Regions from separate parts of the Mus musculus genome. Here region 1 is linked to region 2. The links are chromatin contacts, called in public promoter capture Hi-C maps. All regions are on one chromosome and are shown on one strand. Each heading gives the region's core, a stretch centred on a gene start, on an enhancer-like site or on the middle of the called end of the contact. The rest is flanking DNA. Distances are from core to core; before and after follow the strand shown. Region 1 holds the start of Eif3j1 (eukaryotic translation initiation factor 3, subunit J1). Region 2 holds the start of Nusap1 (nucleolar and spindle associated protein 1).

Evidence for each region. Promoter capture Hi-C pulls out the DNA fragments that hold promoters and counts their contacts.
Region 1: a promoter capture Hi-C map of liver shows a contact between it and region 2, with 5 times the contacts expected there. The contact joins the promoter of Eif3j1 here to the promoter of Nusap1 in region 2. A contact is called at or near these places in 3 of 39 promoter capture datasets (liver and pre-B cells).

What each region holds. Positions count from the first base shown.
Region 1 is chr2:122,026,331-122,033,525 of GRCm38.p6, reverse strand. Eif3j1 (eukaryotic translation initiation factor 3, subunit J1) reads right to left here and starts at 4,946. Exons shown (of 8, transcript NM_144545.4): 1 at 4,802-4,946; 2 at 4,615-4,718. The coding sequence starts at 4,853.
Region 2 is chr2:119,617,037-119,623,270 of GRCm38.p6, reverse strand. It overlaps Nusap1 (nucleolar and spindle associated protein 1), which reads right to left and starts at 4,973. Exons shown (of 11, transcript NM_133851.3): 1 at 4,376-4,973. The coding sequence starts at 4,468. It overlaps Oip5 (Opa interacting protein 5), which reads left to right and starts at 4,766. Exons shown (of 6, transcript NM_001042653.1): 1 at 4,766-5,113; 2 at 5,351-5,417. The coding sequence starts at 4,810.

The sequences.
Region 1 (7,195 bases), core at 3,697-6,196, 2.4 Mb before region 2:
TTTGGACAGATCCTTAAAGTAAATGAGTAAGACTTGACTGCTCAGTGCATAGCTTTTACCTGGGACAGTTCTCTGAGACCTTGTGTAATAAATTCTACAAGGCAACTAGAGAAACACACAGCTGAGGGCTGGAGATGTAGTTTAGTTGGTGGCTTGCCCTGAGTTCTATCCTGAAGGAGGCATAAACTAGGAGTAGTTGTACATGCCTTCAATCCTAGTACTCAAATGTCTGTAGGCAAGGTCCCAGAATTCAGCTGGCTGAGAGTGAGGCCAGCCTTGGGCCACATGAGATCCTGCCTGAAATAACTAAACATAAAAAAAACAAACAAAAACAAAATAAAAAATGCCAGAGACAGCTGAACACAGTCAGAAGTTTCCTCTGTACATCTTTCGAATAATAAACCCAATCTGTAACCTGTTCAACTGAAATGGACGTAGGGAATCTAGTAAAATGACTTTAAAGCTGCATTGCCCGTGCTTTCAGTAGGTACTCATCCTTTCAGTAGGTACTGCATCTACATCCTGCACATTACTCTAGTCATATATATATACACACATACATACACACATATATATATTCATATATATATATATATTCATATACACACACACACACAAAGCAAACATTTCTTCCTGCTACCTCTGCATATCAGGATAGTAAGAAAAAGTCTAAGTAAATACTAAGTAAAAATAAGATGTACACTCCTTACTTCCCCCAAAAAAAAAAAGTATGTCTGCCTACCTGTGGATATGCATGTGCGTGTGACAGCAGGTCTACAAGGACAGAGATACCAGATGCCTGGAGCTAAAGCCACAGACAGCTGTGATGTAAATGCTAGGAATCTGACTCTGGTCCTCTTGAAGAGAACACTGCTCTTAGGCCATCTCTCTAGCCACTAGGTTTTACCTTTATACTGGGAAAAAGTCTGTCCTCCTCCATGAATATTAAGAGGTCTATAGCTTATGTCCATTTTTGTCACTGCAAGACAGCTACTGAACAACCAGAAAGGTAAAATACTAAAAAGGACCGTCAACTAGAGTGAGTAACTAAGATAGACACTGTAAGTGGCATTAAACTGGTAATTTATAAAGATCAAGCACTTGACCCCACATTAAAAGAACACTTCCGCCGGGCGTGGTGGCGCACGCCTTTAATCCCAGCACTCGGGAGGCAGAGGCAGGCAGATTTCTGAGTTCGAGGCCAGCCTGGTCTACAAAGTGAGTTCCAGGACAGCCAGGGCTATACAGAGAAACTCTTGTCTCGAAAAAAAAAAAAAAAAAAAAAAAAAAAAACACTTCCTACAGTTTTGCCATAGAACTCTTGCTCTACCGGCCAAGTTGGTCTTAACCTCTTGAACTCAGGGGACTCTTCCGACTTCCTCACTTCCTGAACTACACTTGCCATTCACCAATCTTGTTTTTTTAATTCACATACTGAATTGTTTAAGAACTACGATTATTTGACTTCATGAAAACAAATAAGTCTTGCATACTACCACAAAATGATTAAATGCTAAAACACCAAAATTCAATAGTTTGTAATATAACTCACTGCTATGCAAGGTGACAAATTTCAATTCTAACAAACTTCTGAATGGGCAAATTTGTTTGATAACCATGATCTTCCAATAAAAACACAAAATTCATAGTAAATAGACACTAGAAGAAATATGATCCTTCTGGCCTTAGGAAATGATAAAGTGTGGCATAAAATAAACCTCAGATATTAGATTTTAGCAGTCAAAATATTTCCATTAGGATAAAAGAAGGAAGACATCAATGAAAATTAGTATTTCCTGAATATCTACCAAGTGCTAGGAAGCCCTGCTAATGCTCATTTAAAACACAAAGTAGGAGCTGGGCGGTGGTGGCATGCCTTTAATCCCAGCACCTGAGAGGCAGAGGCAGGTGGATTTCTGAGTTCGAGGCCAGCCTAGTCTACAAAGTGAGTTCCAGGACAGCCAGGGCTACACAGAGAAACCCTGTCTCAAAAAAAAAAAAAACCACAAAGTAGGGCTGGCAGGATAGCTCAGTGGGTGAGATCAATCACTGACTACTCTTCCAAAGGTTCTGAGTTCAAATCCCAGCAACCACATGGTGGCTCACAACTACCTGTAATGAGATCTAACGCCCTCTTCTAGTGTATCAGAAGACAGCTACAGTGTACTTATTTATAATAATAAATCTTTGGGCCAGAGCAAGCAGGGACTCTCACTCTTACTCTGAGGCGAGTAAGGTCCTACAAAAAATTCAATCCCCAATAACCACATGAAGGCTCACAACCATCTGCACAGCTACAGTGTGCTTATGTACATAAAATAAATAAACAAATCTTAAAAAAAAAAGTGATTCTGATGTTGGTGTACTCTTTTAATCCCAGCACTCACGAGGCAGAGCCAGGCAGACTTCTGTGAAGTTCAAAGCCAGCCTGGTTGACACAGTGAGACCCAGTCTCTAAACAAAACATGCAAAAAACAACAAAAAAAGTATGTAATGCAAGTCTCATTACAATTACTTACATATTGAGAAAGAGTAACTAGAAAATGCCAAGGTAACATAATCCAGTTTGTTTCTAAAACCCAGGAGTCAAAAACTATTTTTATATACTGTATCATGAGACAGAAATAAAGCAAAATTTTAACACTACAACAGGATGGACAAAATCAGCTTCCAATCTGCAACATCAACTTCAAACATTATGTATGAGACTGGTTATGTCAGCCGGTGCACTCCCTTAATCCCAGCACTCGGGAGGCAGAGGCAGGCGGATTTCTGAGTTTGAGGCCAGCCTGGTCTACAGAGTGAGTTCCAGGACAGCCAGGGCTACACAGAAAAACCCTGTCTTGAAAAATACCAAAAAAAAAGACTGGTTATGTATACGAAAGTAAGTCTGCACTGAAAGAGTGAGTGGATACGTGGATTTTACAAGTAACTCACCTCTAAGTCTCCCCAAAGTTAGCTCTTACACTTATCAACTTACAGTGGTTCTCACTGTGGGTCTCCAACAACCCTTTCAGAGCTCAGATATCCTGCATCAGATATTTACAATTCATAATAGCAGCAAAATTAGTTATAAAGTAGCAAAAAATAACTTTATGCTTGGGAGAGGTCACCACAACATGTTAAATACAAGCTAAAAGTTCACAGCACCAGGAAGGTCCACAACCACTGTTAAGTGATACGAATTATAAACATCAGGAATGACACCATTTACATTCCATAACCCCAGGTAGATACTACATGGCATCATTACTGAAAGCTTTAAACAACCTTTTGGCATTTATTCCCGCCTCCTTTACTTTCCCCCCACTGTCCCCTGTTTTGTTTTAAACTTACTCCCATCTCTTGACTTTTTTTTTTTCCCAAGACTTATTTATTATTACATATAAGTACACTGTAGGAGGGCATCAGATTTCATTACAGATGGGTGGCTAGTGGTTACTGGGATTTGAACTCAGGACCTTCAGAAGAGCAGTCAGTGCTCTTAATCGCTGAGCCATCTCTCCAGCCCAACTTTAACTTCTTTAACTTTATAAGATGTCCTAACTTCTACTTCCTAGGAAAAGTGAAAAGTCAAAACTGAAAATCTGCCGTGATAGGATAATATAAGGTCGGTAACAAACCATGCCCAAGTGTATACATACAATAGATAAAGAAAGCACGTAAGTAGCCAGTCAACAGCACTATTATTAACTTCATTATTAACTTCAATGTACACAAAGATCACTTCATTCCTCAAATTCAGGCTGTCTGGTAAAGTAGACATACACTTCAGCAAAGTTCAGAGTAAAAATGAAAAATCCAAACAGTATATCTAAAGCTGTAAGATGAGCCCGTGAGAGTTTTTAAGAACAATAAAGGTGAATAGGACTCGAATTTACAATACAAAAAAAAAAAAAAACAAACAAACCACTGGCCCCTGGTCTACCACAACCACCAACTCTTTGGGGTTTTTTTCTAAGCCTGTCTGTCCCTGTGTAGATGAATAACTGTTAGCTCTGTTTTTCAGAGTTCACAGTTCTGTCCACTAACCCGATGGTTATCTCAGTGCTCTCAGTTCATCCTTCTTACCACAGGGTGGGGGAAGGGAGAGCTAAAAGTTGTTTTACTACTCCAATTCTAGTTTAGAAAATTCAATGTATTTTCTCCATCTAATCGCTCAAACGAGCTACCGGCCTTCACAATCATACCTAAGTTACTGACACATGGGAGAGCCGAACTAGGAAAAGCGGATCCACGACTTTCCATATGGGACAAACACTGAAACCGAGTTCCCGATCTGTTCGCCTAGTTTCGGTGAGAGGTTCTGGACTGCGAAGATAGCACGTGGGCCGACCGGACTGCTGCTGTCACTTCTCGTCTCCAGTTAGGTTCCAGGCCAGAGAGCCGACCCTCGGTGAAGGGCTGGGGCCCAGGCGGTCACCACCCTCCGCAGAGTCCGGCCGGACAAGCTGCCGCCTTGCTGCCCACATGGCCGTCCAGCCGAGGGAACCTCCGGGCCGAAGCTCACGCGGGACCCACGGCCCGCAGGCCCGGGCGGCGCCCCGGGGGCCCGATCTCCCCGCCCGCAGCCGGCGCCCACGGGCGTAGCCTGGCTCCCGGGCCCGAACCTACCTTCACGTCCTCGTCCTCGTCCTCGCCTTCCCAGCGGTCCCCGCCGGCCGTGCCGCCGCCCGCGACCTTCCGCACCGGGTCCTCCATAGAGAACGTGTCCGCGTCTACGGAAGAGAGCGAGTCGCGTTAGTACCCGCGTGGGAGCGGGGCCGCCACAGCCCGCATTTGGGCCGGAACTTCTGCTCACCCCAAGAGTCTGAGTCCCCCGCCGCCGCTGCCGCCGCCGCCGCCGCCGCCATCTCGAACCGGGGGTGAGCGTGTGCGATGGGAAGAGCTGCGAAGAGTTAGCGCGGCAGAGGTGAGTCACTGGGCTGGCTCTCGTTGGCCCGCGCAGGGCAGGCTGGGACAGTGGCTGACTGGGCGCCCGGCAGAGGCTCCGCCCCACGGGCGACGCGCGCGGCAGGGGCGGGGCGGGCGGGGTGGGGCGACGCTGGGCTGGGAGACGCGGACCAGCCTGGTCCCCCCAAGCCACACCCCTCACCCCCTCATCCCCCACCCCCCGCGAGAAGAGAAAGGAAGTGCGCACGCGTGAGTCGGGCGGTGCTCGGCTAGCGAGTGGGTCTTCTAGTGCTGGCTGATCGTGAGCCGGCAGCAGGCGAGCAGCGAGGAGGAAGTGGACAGGGCAGATATCCCGTGGCCTCCTAGCATTCGGGCACGGAGATGGAAGTATACTCCAAGTCTCCCTGGTTCTCCCTTCCGGTGATCACCCGAAGTCCTGCACGGTGATTGTTTTGGCGAAAACATTTCGGAGTTCCGTGGTCCGTCCCAGGCTTATTCTAGTTTGTCCTCAACACAGTAGCAAAATAGTTATGTAAACAGATTTCGACACAGTGCAGTGGCTGCAACAAAAAGAAGCATTATGAGGTTAGATGTTAAAAAGGTAGCATTAACGACGACGGAAGTTTCAGTTTTCTGCCCGCGGTAGGCACTGGTGAAGCTGGAGTTTGAGAAACCAAGTGACTTGTGCTCCGGTGCATTTCTGGTAGAGAGAAGGCTTGTGGTGCTCATCTGAGTGCATTCTAACAGGTAAACTGATAAAAAGAACCTAAAAGGAGCAAAATTCTCTCCCCCTTGGCACAGGGCTTCCCAGTAAGGACATTAAGAAGGAAGGAGCTAGTTTAGATATTGTCTGATTTTCCAATATATTCATTGTTTTTAAAGTTTTTTGTTTTGTTTTGCTTTGTTTTTAAGACAAGTTTCTCTCTGTAGCCTGGGCTGTCCTGGAACTCGCTCTGTGAACCAGGCTGGCTCCCAGGTGCTGGGATTAAAGGCATGAGCTTAGGTTTTAAGTCTTTAAAAAAAACAGACACACATCAGCCATTCTTAGTACTTTCCGTTTCTTGTGTATTTTTCGTCTACAAGTAAACATTTTATAAGGTGGTCTTTCAAGAAATGTTCTACCGCAATTTTTTTGTGTTTGTTTGTTTGTTTGTTTGTTTTCGAGACAGGATTTCTCTGTGTAGCCCTGGCTGTCCTGGAACTCACTCAGTAGACCAAGCTGGCCTCAAACTCAGAAATCAGCCTGCCTCTGCCTCCCGAGAGCTGGGATTAAAGGCGTGCGCCACCACGCTCAGCTGTTCGACAGCATTATTAAAATGAGAGATGACGCTCTATAAAAGAAAGCATCCGCCCAGCGTGGTGGCACACGTGGTGGCCAGCCTGGTCTACAGAGTGCCAGGACAGCCAGGGCTACACAGAGAAGTCCTGTCTCAAAAAACCAAAAAAAAAAAAAAAAAAAATCCATTTATGATTTTACAAAGTACCTAGTACATAAGTATAGGATAAAACCAAGAGCCTCTGCCTTCCTTGCATTACCACTGAGCTATGCGATTTCCAACTCGAATGAATTAATTCTGCAAGGATAACTCAAGCCCAAATTAAGCCAGTGACAATGGAGAGGAAGGAACCAGTCTGAAAACTATTTTAAGGTCAAAGGCAACAGAATGGCTAATTCTATTTATCAGCTTGACTAGACTGTGGTACCTATGTCCCCTAGCTTTTAGTCAAATACCAGTCTAATCGCTGTGAATGTTAGATGTGACTAATGTTTAAATCAATAAATTGAGTAAAGCATTGTAATACATGTTGATCCAGTCGTGAATCCAAATTAAGACAAGACCCTAGGAAGGAAGACTTATGCATCCAGGATCTGTCCCAACCTGTCTGAATAAATAGTAAATAACATTGCTTCCTTCCAGATAAAATATCTTTAATGACTTTGTTTTTAGAAAAACCTCAACTTTTTAGCCTGGGGATGTAACATAGTTGGCAGACTGTTTGCCCAACATGCACAAGGCCATAAATTCAATCCTTAGCACCATATAAATGATACATGCACACAATGTAACCCCACACACTCAGGAGGTGGAGGCAGGAGGATGGAAAAGGAAAGCCATACTCAACTCCATAGGAAGTCTGAGGGCAGCCTGGGTTATATGTGACCCTGTCCCCAAATGAAAGTTCAGCGTCTTTTCCTGGTCAATAAGACCTTGCATAGGCTGTCCTACTTCAGACATATGCTGGTCTCTTTTTCTTCATCTTTTTCTCCCTCTGCCATTTCTCCTACCCTCTGATTGCCCCA
Region 2 (6,234 bases), core at 3,724-6,223:
TCCAGGCCAGAATGAGACCCTATTGTAAAACAATCAAAAATCAAGTGTAGGGGCTGGTGAGATGGCTCAGTGGGTAAGAGCACCCGACTGCTCTTCCGAAGGTCTGGAGTTCAAATCCCAGCAACCACATGGTGGCTCACAACCATCCGTAACAAGATCTGACTCCCTCTTCTGGAGTGTCTGAAGACAGCTACAGTGTACTTACATATAACCAATAAATAAATCTTTAAAAAAAAAAAAATCAAGTGTATTTGTTAGGTTCCTTTTTCCCTTATTACACTCAGGTACACAGTTGAAGGCCAAAACTCTTTTTAAAAGAATTTTGTTTGTTTGTTTGTTTTCGAGACAGGGTTTCTCTGTGTAGCCTTGGCTGTCCTGGAACTCACTCTGTAGACCAGGCTGGTCTCGAACTCAGAAATCCACCTGCCTCTGCCTCCCAAGTGCTGGGATCAAAGGCGTACGCCACCACGCCTGGCCCTTAAAAAATGTTTAAATTTATTGATTTTTAGTTTTAGGGGCTTGAAGAGATAGCTCAGGAGCTAAGAGCACTGGCTGCTCTTCCAGATGGCCTGAATTCAATTCCTAGCAGCCACATGGCAGCTCAGTCTGATGCTCTCTTTGGTCTGCAGGCACAATCGTAGACAAAGACCTTTATATACATAAATACACTTGCTTAAAGCTGGGACAATGATGCATGCATGCCTTTAGTCCCAGCACTCAGAGGATAAGAGTAAACCCATCTCTGTAAATTTGAGGCTAGGCTAATCTACAAATTGAGTTCCAGATAGTCAGAGCTACATACTGACACCCTGTCACAAAATAAAATAGTAAAATTAACTTTAAACTAATACAATAACTTTAAACTTTTCTTTTTCTTTCTTTTTTCTTTTCTTTCTTTTCTTCTTTTTTTTTTTTTTTTTTTGGCTTTTCAAGATAGGTTTTTGTGTAATCCTTCTGTTTTGGAACTAGCTCTGCCTACCTCTGCCTCCTGAGTGCTAAGATTAAAGGCATGTGCCAACCCAACCTGGTTTAAAAATTTTTTAATTAAAATATATTTACATGCGGCTGGAGAGATGGCTCAGTGGTTAAGAGCACTGACTGCTTTTCCAGAGGTCCTGAGTTCAATTCCCAGCAACCACATGGTGGCTTACAATCATCTGTAATGGGATCTGGTGTGTCTGAAGACACAGCTACAGTATACTCATATACATAAAATAAATAAATAAATCTCATTTTATACACACACACACACACACACACATACATAATGCCCTCCCCACCCTATCTTCCAAGAGCCCATCTCTTTCCTCCAACTTCTCTCCATGTACCCATGTACCTGGCCTTGCTCTTTCTCAAATTCATGGCCTTAAAAAAATGCTATACACGCACAACTCTAAGTCTATAAATACAAGCTGCTTGCTTGCCCTGTACAAGCTGGAAAAGCCCGCCTGTCCTACTTCCCACAAGCTGTCTGCAGAGAAGACTTCGGGTTAACATGTCATCACTCCTAGTCTCCAGCAATCCACCAAGTGCCCAGCTAGGGGCTCAGTTTTTGACCATACATGGATGCAATCCCAGCTCCTAGCTGACCCCTCCACTGTGAGATCAGTAAGCCCACCTGAGATCTGCCTTCTAATGCACCTGCTTTTGTCTACTTTTTAATCTGCTCTAATCTGGCCTGTATCTGCATCACAAGGGAGGTAAAAACCTATTGCTGCTCAGTTCCTGTTTCTTGTGTGTCTATGATTCCACACACTTATGATAGGCTCAACCTCTGAGCTTGGCTCTTCTCACACAATTTATCATTTACCAGAAGTAAAGGGCAAAGCACAAAATGTGCTCTGTACTTTAAGTACAGGAGTTTTGTTGGGGTGTGGCCCCAAGTCACGCGCCTTAACTGTACTAGACTTCTCTGCATGAAGACAACTATTAATAAAATGGTTCTTATTTACTACAATGAACCTAACCTAAGTAAGGCCTCCTCTCAAATTAATCCAGGTCTTTTTTTTTTTTTTTAATTAAAGACAGGTTTCACTATGTAGAGTTGACTGGCCTATAACTCACTAACTGGACCAGGCTGGCCTCAAACTCCGAGATCTACCTAATCTAGGGCTTAGTTCAGGATTGACAAGATGAACAATATGCCCAGTCTTGTTTGTTTGACAAGACTTCAATTCATGGTCCTCCTGAATGTGCCTCCCCAGTGCTGGGATTATATGTCAGGCCTACCAAAATTATAAACAATTTCTTTTCTTTTTTTTTTTTTTTTTTTTTTTTAAGATTTATTTATTTATTATATGTAACTGTTGTTGTCTTCAGACACACCAGAAGAGGGCGTCAGATCTCGTTACGGATGGTTGTGAGCCACCATGTGGTTGCTGGGATTTGAACTCCGGACCTTTGGAAGAGCAGTCGGGTGCTCTTACCCACTGAGCCATCTCACCAGCCCACAATTTCTTTTCTTTCTCTTTCTTTTGTTTCAAACTGTATCTTACTTTGTGACCCTGGTAGTTCTGGAACTCACTATGTAGACCAAATTGGCTTCAAAATCACAGAGATCCACCTATCTCTGCCTTTTCTCGCTAGTGCTGGTATTAAAGGCGGTGCCACCATGCCCAGATAGATGCAAATTCTTATTTATAGTGAGTGAGTGAGTGTGTTTGTGTGTGTGTGCCATAGTGCAGGTGTGGAGTTCAGTGGACAGTTTTGTACAGTTAATTCTCTTCTTCCATTATGTGGGTCAAAATACCAGGCTTGTGTATCAAACACCTTTATCCCGTGAGCCATCTATCTCACTGCCTGACTAGGACATGGTTTCTTAACATACTATCTCACCAAGGATGCAACAATGAGAAGGGAGGTGTCTGAGATAGAAACAAATGAAGACATTTAGCAGGTCAAATAAAATGGGATGAAGCTCAAGTTGCCTGAAAGCTCAAGTGTTATTCATCAGCATTAATCATTGATGGAAGAACTAACTGTTCTTACATTGTGCAGAGCACTGTGCTAGGAGCTAGAGAGACTGGTGAACAAAGCAGGCAAGCCTTCTGTTGGAAGCTCCCAGTGGACTAATGGGAAAAGAGTTTATAAAATACCAAGTGAGCTAGAAATAAAGAACACAGCAGGGGCTATGAAGCAAACCCCAAACTACTTAACTGAGGTAGGACAGGGTGCTCATCTGAGCAGCTGAGATGCAGAGGCAACAGGTGTAGTCTGATAAACAATTACAGTCAGGCCATCGGTGGAGGTACAAGCCCATATATAGTCTCAGCATAAGTTTCAGGCTACTCAAAGCTATATACTGTTTTCCAGGATAGCCCAGGCAGTATAATGAGACTTTATTTCATTAAAAAAAAAGGGGGGGGGAGGAGGAAGAGGAGAAGATAGCAAAAACCTGAAGGACTAAGCTTTAGACAATAAGTTGGGGAGCCATTAAGCACTAAACTCAGAAACATTTCTAAGTACTCTTCAGTGCCGTTCAGCCAGATAAAAGGTGTACCTATGGCCACATTATTCTATTTAAACCATTTAAAAACATTTATGACAACTAATTAGAGATTTAGTGCAAATAGCAGTTTGCTGTACAAATCTCTGGTATATACATGTGGGCAAGCTTCAATATAGCAAGTCCAATCTCACAATGAATCCCCACATTTTCTCTGAACACCTTGCAAACTCAGAATTCAAAGACCTTATCGGTTTTGAAAAAGACCACCATCACAATAGTGATTAATGTATGGACAATCATACTAGATCACGGTGGACAGGCATCCCATTAAAGGTTCACGAGAGTGAAGGTAGTGTCATAGTTTACTGAACAGTAAGTAGAGTTTTTCAGAAGAAGTCGTTTAAAGTAGTTTTTCTTCAACTGCCTAATAACTGGCATGGAAATTACACTGATTACGTCCTATGGGCCTTCGTTTCCCATTTGGTACCAGGAAGTATTAGCATTTCCATTAAGAAGTCTTTATAAGAGCTGGGCAGTGGTGGCGCATGCCTTTAATCCCAGCACTTGGGAGGCAGAGGCAGGTGGATTTCCGAGTTTGAGGCCAGCCTGGTCTACAGAGTGAGTTCCAGGACAGCCAGGGCTACACAGAGAAGCCCTGTCTTGAAAAACCAAAACCAAACCAAACCAAAAAACAAAAAGTCTTTATAAGTTCTCCAAATATAATAAAAAAAGCCTCCAACTAGAGTAACAGCCTCGGCTTTTCTTTCGTTTAACAAATTCCAGTCACTGTGAACAAAACCTACCTACTCCTCCCAAAATAACGTCCCTCGGGGGTTTCCTCTCAGTCACTTCGCGCCCTGTCCCCCAAATCCCTGGTCTCTTCTACCCCGCCCACCCAACTGCCCGCACCGCCAGCCAGCACGGTACCTTCATGTTAGCCCGGAGGCCCAGCCTTTTGGCTAAATTTTGCAGGTCGCTGTACTTAAAGGAGTCCAGCTCCTCTGCAGAGGGGACGGTCATCGCGTTCTGCAATCTCGGTGATTCCCAGAAAAACAGCCACACAACTCAAAACAGAGCGGCTCAAAACTGGCGCCACCCAAGACGTTGACAAGCCGACTTATATATGGAGTTTAAATTAAGACTGCTGTAAGTTCATTGGTTGAACTGCCTCGAGGGTGGGGTTTCCGATGCGGGCCAGTAGCGTGATTGGCTGAAGACCGCTATTCCGCAAACTATACCAATATGCTGGCGCTGAGCGTATTGAGAGCGTGTCTTTCAGGAACATTGTCCAATGAAGACGCAGGGAGACAGGTGGGCGGGACTTGGAGCGTGCGAGAAAGAGGCGCGCGCTTCAAAGAAATATGGCGACTCTCTCGCGCCGCAGTCTTCGCTTCTTGGAGACCCAGTCACGTCGTGACTCTTGTGATACACCTTTTTCTCTTACCTCCTCCATGGAGTGGGACACTCAGGTGGTGGAAGGGTTCTCCCCTCTCGGGTCCTCCGAGTCTAAGGTGAAGGCGTCACCTGTCGACCTGCGGCTGCCTGCGTGGTTGGAGCCGGAGAGATGTGCCGTGTTTCATTGCGCGCGGTGCTACGCGGTGCTCGGCGACACCCTGCACCTCGCCTGGGACCTGTCGCGGTCCCTCGGCGCCCTGGCCTTCTCCAGTGAGTGAGGCGAGGGTAGTTTGTGAGGAAGATAGACCAGAGGCAGATGAGGAATGGGGGACAGTACTGCCCAGGGGAGGGAGGGGTTTGTTTTGTTTTCCCGAGTTGGGCTTCAAACCCAGGCCGTCGCCTGAGCTAACCCAGCGCCCTTGGCTGAGCCCCACCCATTTTGTTAAGTTTTATGGGCAGATGAATCTGCTGGCAGGTATTTCTTCTCAAAACCGTTTTGTCTTCCAGAAGTCACAAACAACGTCGTTTTGTTAGAGCCCTTTTTGGTTGGCATAGAAGGTTTTCTCAAGTCCAGGTACGTGTGGAGAATTCCTGAGGTGGCGCTCTCTATATATTTCCCGATTTAATGACAGTGAAGAGTATGTAACTGTTGTAAACAAGAAAGAAACTTTGTCTTGTGACATGTTTACGCTCTCCATAGAGTATGTTTGAGTTGTAAACTCTTTACCGGTTTGAATCATATAAACATGGCATTGGTGAAAGTTAAAGTTGGATGTAGGTTTTAAGGTCTGTGAGAGAACTAGGACTATTAGTTATTAGTTATTAGTTATTAGTTATAATTTCTCAGGGTTGGTAGCAAATACCTTTACCCACCGAGTCATTTCACTGGCCCTGAAGTGACATTTTTGATATAGTTACAAATTATTTTACTTTTGATATTGGTAATAAAGGTCTTTCCTTGAATTTACAATTCTGCCTCTGCCTGCAAGTGCTGGGATCACAAGCATGGGAACCTGCACCCAACCTCTTTTTTTTGTTTTTTTTGTTTTTGAGACAGGGTTTCTCTGTATAGTCCTGGCTGTCTTGGCACTCACTTTGTAGACCAGGCTGGACTTGAACTCAGAAATCTGCCTGCCTCTGCCTCCCAAGTGCTGGGATTAAAGGCATGCGCCACCACCGCCTGGCCAACCTCTTTTTTAAAAAGCCTGATTAAAAGTTTTAATTATAAGCCTGGCGGTGGTAGCACATACTTTTAATCCCAGGACTAGGGAGGCAGAGGCAGGAGGATCTCTGTGAATGCAGGGACAGCCTGGTCTACAGAGCTAGTTCCAGGACAGCTAAGGCTACACAAAGAAATCCTGTCTGAAAAACCAAACAAACAAAAATTTAAT